2 separate regions of the Capra hircus genome follow, and region 1 is linked to region 2. The links are chromatin contacts, called in public Hi-C maps. All regions are on one chromosome and are shown on one strand. Each heading gives the region's core, a stretch centred on a gene start, on an enhancer-like site or on the middle of the called end of the contact. The rest is flanking DNA. Distances are from core to core; before and after follow the strand shown. Region 1 holds the start of TLDC2 (TLD domain-containing protein 2). Region 2 holds the start of LOC102177994.

Region 1 (4,454 bases), core at 1,364-3,863, 210 kb before region 2:
CGGAACCACAAGGCTGGGCGCTAAGGCCCCAGGTTCCTGAGTCCTTGCTCTGAGCCCTGGGCCAACTGGGGAGGGCCTCGGAAGGGGGACACCCAGCTGTATGCACCCTGGCCCAGGCCCCACACAGCCAGAGATCTCACCTCCCCTGCCTTTCCTGACCGACCCCCGCCCCAGCTGGGCCTCTTACCAGCCGAGTGTATCGCCAGCGGAGACTTCTCATTCTTCTGTCCGAGCCCAGCCAGGGGCAGTAAGTGAGCCTTCAGCCCTGCCAGGGAGGAGGCAGCGCTGGGTGAGACCTGGAGCCGAGAGGGAGGGGCCTGGGGCACACCTGGCTGGCTCCACACCCACCCAGCTGCCCTTTGCTCTCTCTCACCTGCCACTCACCTGTCATTCCCAGGCCAGCTTGTCCCTGAGTCTGTGAGGTCAGCTATGCTTGGCATTCAGGGCCATAGTTGCAGTTAGCAACTGATGCAGGTTAGCCATAAATTCTAGCTGTAATTCGGGCCCATAGACTGTAACCTTTGGGTGGCTGCCTGAGCTCCAGACGGGGTGTCTGGGGCCTTTACTTCCCTGTATGACCTTGCATAAGTGCTATATACCCCTGGGCCTCAGTTTCCCCACATATGACATGTGGAACCAGATTGTCTCAGAGGCCCTCACAAGACTGACAGCATGCAATTCAGTTTTCTCTCAAAGCTATTATAACAGAAGCTTGAAAAGGGCCAAGCTAGATCAAAAGAACAGATTTTTTTTAATAGTCATTTTTCTAATTAAAGAGCAATACATATTTACTATAGAAATTTGAGAAATTTATAAAAGAATAAAGAAAACTACAAGAATATTCATAATTCTACCTCTTAGAAATAAACTCTCAGCCCCTACAGGTTTATTTTGTCACCTTTTACATTTATAAATAGATCATACAGTGTGTTGCTTTATAAGGTGTTTTGTCAAGCTTAACAAAAGAAAAGTTTCCAATTACATTCAGTACCCTTTGAACATGTGATTGTTTTTTAATGTATTTATTTAATTTGGCTGTGCTGGGTCTTAGTTTCAGCACACGGGATCTTTTTTTGTTTATTTCATGTGGGCTCTAGTTCCCTGACCAGGGATTGAACATGGGCCACACACACACACACACACACACACACACACACACCCCACCCCGTGTAGGGAGTGTGGAGTCTTAGCCACTAGACCACCATGAAAGTCCCATGAACATGTGATTTTTAATGGCTGCATATTGTTTCATCACAGGATGTACATCATTTCTCAAGTGTTTGACATTGTTTGCTTATAATTTTCTGTGATTATAAGCAAAATTATAATAAACTTTCTTGTTCATAAATCTGATTATATTTTTTATGATAAATTTCAAAAGTTGAATAATGGATCAAAGGGTGTTCACACATGTTTTTCCAACTGTTTCCAAGGAGGCTTCCCAGAGCTTAAGGCTGACCAACGTCTGGATATCTTTCAGGAATCTCAAGGTAATATCTTTCTGATCATCATGTTTTACGTCCTTAAATTACAGATAAAGAAACTGCCACTCAGAAAGTTGAAGAAGGAGCTAACCACAGCCACAGGATAATATAACACAGTAAAAAGAGCACAGACTCTGGAGTCAGGGAGTCTAAATCCTGTGTGACCTTGGGCAAGTTACTTAACATCTCTGTTCTGTCTCCTTGTCTGTAAAATACTAATACCTGTTTACCTGATAGGGCTGTTGTGAAAATAAATGAAGGTAATGCCTGAAGGGACAACTCATTGGAAAAGACCCTGATGCTGGGAAAGATAGAGGGCAGGAGAAGGGGGCGACAGAGGATGAGATGGTTGGATGGTATCACCAACACAATGGACATGAGTTTGAGCAAACTCCGAGAGATAGGGAAGGACAGGCATGCTGCAGTCCATGGGGCTGCAGAGAGCTGACACGACTGAGCGACTGAACAATGCCTGAAGAACTAGGAGGCTGAACCAGGTCTCCATCCTCCTGTTCTGAGTTCAGTGAGATGACACACAGTGCCTGGTGTTTGGTGAAAAAGTGAAAGTGTTAGTCGCTCAGTCATGTCTGACTCTGCGACCCCATGGACTGTAGCCCGCCAGGCTCCTCTGTCCGTGGGATTCTCTGGGCAAGAATCCTGGAGTGGGTTGCCATTTCCTTCTCCAGGGGATCTTCCCAGCCCAGGGATCAAACCTGGGTCTCCTGCATTGCAGGCAGATTCTCTACCGTCTGAGCCACCATGGGTGCTAGATAAGTGGCAGTGCTTAAGGCCATCCCCCGACACTGCCTCTTTGGGAGATTCAGGGCTCAAATCACTGACAAGCGGCCACTCAGTCTCCACCCGAGCACCTTGGGGACAGTCACTTGGTCACTTGCAGGGGTAGGTAGCTCAGTGGGGCAGTGAAGGGCAGGAATGTACTCACTTTGCCAAGTCTCGACCTCTGGTGACCTCTTCCAGCTTGTCCAGCCTGATGGCTTCCCTAGTACATCTCCGGAATCCCACAGAGAAGGGGCCACTTCCCGAACCGACCCTGTCCACCTAGAGGTCTGTACAAAGCAGTTTTAGCTCTGTACCCTGGTTCTCTGGCAGACAGCTGTCACTTCTGCCCCAGCCAGGCTCCAGCCCTCCTCTCCTGGCTCTTATACCTGCCCAGAGGGTGGCATGCCCTGGCCCCGAGCCTGCTCCGGTTTCAGCCAGAAGGACCTGGCTGTGATTATAATCCATCAGAAACTCAAATCCCACAAACAAGAGCTTCTCACCTCGGGTCCCTGCTCTGCCCCTACCAGCCCAAAGAGGTGGGATTTACTGAACTCCTGGGCTCGTCCTGGAGCCTCTCACCCACAGCTACTGAGCGCCACGTGGTGCCTGAAGCCCATCATGGAAGGCACTTCCCTTAAGGGGCGCAAATGTTACAGGAAAGGGTCAAGCCGTGGGGCCACATCCACCTCCCTGTGCTTCCGGGGAAACCTGGGGCTCGGTGGGTGAGGAGAAGCCACCCTGCTCTGGTCCTGTTTCCCTTCTCTCACATGGGGGAGGTGATTCTTACTGGCCTGTCATGATATGGAAGGACAGGAAGCCCAGTATCTGGCTCACAGTAGGCATGCTCTCAGTTCAGGTAGTTCTCTGTCCCAGGCTCATAGTGGGACTTCAGTGAATGCTGCTGTTGAAACACAGAACCTCAAAGTTGGAAGGGGTTTCAGCCAGTCCCAGACCAAGTGACCTCCATGCAGGGCAGGAAGTCATGAAAAAATATGCCCAGCAAGGGTCCCCCAGCCTGTTTGGGGTGGGTGAGCCCACTCCTTGGGTGGCTCACACCCTTGGACGGGCCAGCTGCCCGCTGGGGGACCAGGGTACAGAGCTACAACTGTTTCACGCAGACCTCCAGGTGAACAGGGTCAGTTCTGGAAGTAGCCCCTTTTCTGCAGGATCCAGGAAATGTGGGATGGGAGCGGGGGGAGGGGCGGCTGTAAAAACCCCTTCCTGCTGGCCTTGGTGGAAAGGACTTGGGTCTCCAGATCCTTTCTCCATGGCCAGGTCTCCTGGGGCAACGCCCTAACCAGGAAGATAGGATACTGAAAGGACTTGTATTAATATTATGGGGAAAACATTCAAGTGATGGGCCCTGTTGCCATCTCAAACAAGGCTGTTGCAATATGTGTTTGAACTGTTAACAGCCTGGAGGTCACATGTCTGGCCCTCCTGCTCTCACAGCCCCACTCCCAAATCTTTTCCCTCCACACTCGATTCCTGAGCCTTTGGGCACTTTGGGAGACCAGTGAGGTGTGCCTTGCTGTCCCATTCTTTGTCCTTAAGTCTAGAATGTGACCTGGCAAGAAAGCTAATTGCCACGAAGTGTGTTCAGTCATGTCTGACTCTTTGCGATCCCGTGGACTGTAGCCCACCAGGCTCCTCTGTCTGTGGAATTATCCAGGCAAGAATACTGGAGTGGGTAGCCATTCCCTTCTCTGGGGAATCTTCCTGACCCAGGGATGGAACCTGGGTCTCCCACATTGCAGGCCGATTCTTTACCATCTGAGCCACCTGGAAGCCCAAATCGCATGTAATTGGCTTCTGAAAAGCTTCCACGATCAGATTCTAGATGCCAGAGGGTTGAACATCCCAGCTCTGCCTTGCAGCCTGCCTTCTCCTTTCTCCACCAGACCACACGCCGCCTCTTTTAGCACGGCAGCAGTCATCACCAGGAAACAATTTCAATGTCCCGTACAAGGGGAAAAGGTTAATCGACCCGTGGAACATCCACTCTGTGCATTATTTCTAAGAATTAAAAGCGATGTTTGCCAAGAGTTCATAAATGCACAGGAAAATGCTTCTGCTACTCTGTAAAATGAAAAAAGCAGATATAAAATGAGATGTGTGGCACAGTTTCCGCTACGCAAAATAAACCCTTAGACATTGGGAGAAAAGGGAGAGGATACACCTGGTGGCTCG
Region 2 (4,636 bases), core at 1,552-4,051:
ATGTAGGGACCTGGGGCTTCCGTGGCAGTCCAGCGGTTAAGTGCTTCCACTGCAGGGGACACGAGTTTGATCCCTGGTCTGGGAACTAAGATTCTGCATGCCATGTGGCAAGGCCAAAAAAAAGTAGGAACCTAAAACAACTTCTGCCAAAGCCAAGATTCAGGACATCCAGCACAGTGCACAAGGGAGTGATCGTCAGGTACAGGAGCTCTTCCACCTCCCAAATTTGCCTAGACAACAAAGGCCATGTCAGAACTAGATGCCTGTTACCAACAGGCAATATAGCAACCTCTTGCATGAGGTCACTACGGACCCATGAATGAATAAGCTAACCCAGATCTTCGTAAAGGTAACGTGCCTGACCCGAGATATTCCCAGGCCTGTTGAACTGAGGAGTGCTGCATCAGACCCAGGAGGGCCTTCATGGGGCCAGTTTTCTGCTTTAGTTATTACACACACACACAGAAACCTAAAAATACAAAAAAGACCCAAGACTTACCCTGCTATTCCCAAGAAACCTCGCAACGGCAACACTCCCCAAATGACACCTAGGACCACAGCAATGATCTGTCGGAACCAGTAGATCACATCTAAAAATTCATCCTGTAGAAAAAAACAGAGAATGCATGCATTATCTGGAGGGGGCACCACAAGAGAGCCTTTCGTATCAGGTGAGGAACAAAATCTTTCTGCTAAACTCATCTTCCAGAGAAATTTCCCCCCAAAGCAATGGTATTTGGTTCTCCAATCTCCACATCTTCTTCTTATACTAAATTGTGGTAAAAAAAATGATACATATTTACTTATCTTGGGACATCCCTGGTGGCTCAGACAGTAAAGAATCTGCCTGTAATGCAGGAGGCATAAGAGACGTGGGTTTGATCCCTGGGTCGGGAAGATCCCCTGGAAAAGGAAATGGCGACCCACTCCAGTATTCTTGCCTGGGAAGTCTCATGGATAGAGGAGCCTAGTGGGCTCCAGTCCATGAGGTCAGAGTGAGAGAGTTCTTGTAACACGTGAGGAACAAGTTTAGCAGAAAAGCTCCCTGCTAAACTCTTCCTCCAGAGAAATTTTCTCCCAAGACAATGGTTTTGGTTCTCGAATTCTTCTTGTACTAAACTGTGCTTTAAAAAAAAGATGATATATTTACTTAAGTGATGGCTTCCAGGGTGTTGTGCTCTAGATAAAAATTTTAGAAAAATCATTTACCTTTTTTCCCCCAGAAGCTACAAAAATGAAATCGCTGTGACAGTTACTGAGCTACTGGCCAGTTATGTGACCTGGGGATACCTGGACAGACTAGCCACAGGCGGAAGGGCTGACTGTGAACCGATTCACTACCACTTCCCCACACAAGGAATTCTAAGTCAGTCACAAAGGAGGAGGCTGAATTAGAAACCAAAGTGAAGAAGGTGCCAGCACATCTAATTTTCATACAGGAACATGGAAGATTCAGGTTTCTGACCTTTCCTGGACCGCAGAAACCAGTCCTTACACAAAGAAAGCAAGCCATGACACAGCAAATCAGGGAGGTTTCACGGCAGCTGGGCAGGACAAGGGCACTTTCAGGAAGTGCCTCCCATTCACCCCCGCCCCCTTACAGAACCCCAGGAAAACCTATTTCATCATTCCAAAAAAAAAAAAAGGGAAAGACTGCAGGTACAACAATCTTTTCAGGCCAACTGGAATCAAGCTATGTGCAATAGTTCCTTCCCCACCATGGAGCAGAGGTGGGGAAGCGCTCACACTCAGATCTTCTGAATGCATGTGACCACTAAGGACATCCTGAAGTTCCCCAACCATTCCTCACACACATTTGGTGGTGTCTCTTCCACCCATACTCCCCACCACACACATGCACTAACGCTCACCCCTGAAAGGTGGTCTCAGTCTCCCCTCTTAACTCTCACACTTATTAGGGTATTCAGTTTTCTCATTTGACAGGAAAGCAATGGCAGCTCACCTTTGGTGAGCCTCACTATGTGCTAAGCACTTTAACGCAGCAGGTACCCCACCTCAGAGTTTTTTTTGAGACTCAAGTGAGATGATACACAGAGAGAACCGGACACATAGTAAGTATTCAATAGACGTCTGCTCTGGTTACTGCTCCTGCCAACGACGCTGGTACAACATCAGTCACTTACTCAAGATCCTGCTGGCACTAAAAGACGGAGATGGAATCGAACTCAGCTCAGTTTTGCTGTTCAGGCAGCGACCTGCCTGAGGGGACAACTCCTCCACCCCTCCTCGCGGCTTCCCGAGTGACCCAGGCGATTTCACCCTTCGACCACTCTGTGATGAGCCCCGAGCCTGACAGCTGGGCCCGCGCAGTTCGCCCCGCCATCCTTGGGCCACTCGCCCCGCCACCCCGAACACTCGGCCAGGCCCGGACCGGGGCAGGGGCAGGATCGGGCCTGTCCTTTCGTCCCCGAGTCCCAGCTGGCTCCTCGAACGTGCGCCCCCGCTAGGCCCCACCGCACCTTGTCTTCCCAGGCCGCGTCGCTCCGCAGCACCTTGCTCCAAACAGAGACTTTGAGGGCCCCGTTGGCCAGCTGCGGCTGAGACGGCTCCTCCTTCCGCCGCCCGCCGCTCATCCTCCCGTCGCGCCGCCCGGGCCGGGCCTGGGGCGCGCGGGCCGATCTAAAAGGGGTCGGGGTCGCGGGTCACGGAGCGCGGGTCGGCGGTGGCGGCGACAGCGACAGGCTCAGCGGATCGGTTCAGCGGCGCCCCTCCGGCAGCCTGCACTTGGCCAAACACCCGGGCTCTGTTGGCTCGGTAGAGACCAAGCGCGCGGAAGGCGGAGCCACGCAGCGCCGCGCGTCCTCCTCCCGCAGACGTGCATACGCAGCCAATCAGCGGCCGCGCAGCTGTCCGAACGCAGGACCAGACGCCGCTTCGGCGCAAGCGCATTATGCGCGGGGACGTGACGGCAAGCTTCCGCTGACCCCGCAGTAAGGTGAGAGGGAAGGGACAATCTTGGTAACGACGACGCCATGAGCGCCAGGAGGCGCAGCGGAAGCATAAGAACGATGTCACCGAGGAAGGCGAGGTTAAACAGGAGCTTCATCCAGTCCGCCACAGCTTGTCCCTCGAGCAGCGGGGCAGAACACGGCCCTGCCTTACCCGAGGCGTCCTTTGGAGCCCAAGCCTTGCTCCCCGGGGGCCCCAAGTTGCCCCTCAGGGTTTAGCCCTTGCTTGTTTTCCCCGAACCTTGCAAGTCCCTTAGGACCTTGTTCAAAAAGTTCATTGTTTTGTGTAGTAGTAACTTTAGTGTCTCTAAATGCCTAGCGTCCTCTTTTGACAGATGTGAGCCCTGAGATCCAAAGAGGGGAAATGATTTTCTAAGGCTTTCGAGCGTGTTGGAACCAGCTGAGGACTCCTCAGGGGAGAAAGGTGGCATCAGAATATCTGAGCATTCTTCCAGCGAGCGTGTCCTTGCTACGCGCTTGGTTAGTGGTTCACAAGTGTGGTTCTGGACCAGCAGCAGGTGCATTACCTGGGAATTTGATTAGAGATTCAGATTCTCAGATCCCACTCAGACCCATTGAATCAGAAATTCTGGGGTGGGGCCCATAATCAGAGTTTCAGCCAGCCCGCCAGGTGGTGCCCTGCGCACACTGTGCAAAGTAACAAGGCGCATGAGTCCTGTGTGGTAGGTTTATACAGGCAAAGTAACCTGCTCTGAACCACTCAGCTAGTATCTGGGTCTGTCTGATTTCAAAATCTGCACCCTGGGGAGTTTCCTGCAGGTCCAGTGGTTAGAACTCGATATGCTTTCTCTCCCGTGGAATTTGGTTCAATCCCTGGTACCTGAAAAAAGACCCCGCAAACCAGAGGGGCGCCAGAGATGATACTGCAACAGACATTACTTTGTCCTCACCTGGTGGTATGGCCATATACCTGACATGGGTGTACACCTTTCGTCCTAACTTTCACATTATCAGCCCTCCCTCCTCTGAACCATCTCCCCTATGCAAACCTAGAGTAAAGCCTAACCAGCTCACTCCAGTTTGGACATGCATCACTGATATAAAACCTATTTTACAGACTCCCTGATGGCATGCAGTGCTGGAGACAGATCATTCTATCCCAGAATGTTGGAAGAATACCTGGCCTGGAGCCAAAGACAGAAAAAGTTAAGTTTTTAGCCTGCTGGGTCTAGTGGCAGAGGATTGTAATGGGGAATCTGATGTGGGCTGTTAGGGAACTGAACTCGGAGGGAAGAGTAGGAGTTAAGAAGAGGAAGAGGGAGGGGAAAGGAGGAGAGTATTCCAGGAGATGAAACCACGTCTGCTATTGGTGAGGAATAAATCCACAAGTTAGGGTCGGAAGGGGAGACTCGTGCTGAATAAGGTTCTTCCAGTTTTATTGAAAAGTGATGTGCAACACTGTGTAAGCTTAAGGTCCACGGCATGATGGTTTGATTTTACGTATATTTTGAGATGTTTACCAGAGTAGGATCGGCTAACACCCACCTTCTGAGATAGATAGAATAAAGAGATAAGAAAGACAAATATGGAAAAGGAAAAAGAAAATCTGTGATGAGAACTCTTAGGATTTACTCTTTTTTTTAATTTAAAAATTATTTATGTATGTATTTTTGGCTGCACTGGGTCTCCATTGCTGAGCTTGGGCT

Evidence for each region. A called contact is a pair of places that touch in the nucleus more often than the background predicts.
Region 1: a contact with region 2 is called in a Hi-C map of blood, with 2.0 times the contacts expected there. The contact joins the promoter of TLDC2 here to the promoter of LOC102177994 in region 2. A contact is called at or near these places in 2 of 5 Hi-C or Micro-C datasets (both in blood).

What each region holds. Positions count from the first base shown.
Region 1 is chr13:65,481,466-65,485,919 of ARS1.2, reverse strand. TLDC2 (TLD domain-containing protein 2) reads right to left here and starts at 2,613. Exons shown (of 7, transcript XM_018057826.1): 1 at 2,428-2,613; 2 at 188-265. The coding sequence starts at 220. It overlaps SAMHD1 (deoxynucleoside triphosphate triphosphohydrolase SAMHD1), which reads left to right. Exons shown (of 16, transcript XM_018057823.1): 16 at 1,535-1,756. The coding sequence ends at 1,591.
Region 2 is chr13:65,270,468-65,275,103 of ARS1.2, reverse strand. LOC102177994 reads right to left here and starts at 2,801. Exons shown (of 4, transcript XM_005688679.3): 1 at 2,481-2,801; 2 at 500-603. The coding sequence starts at 2,594.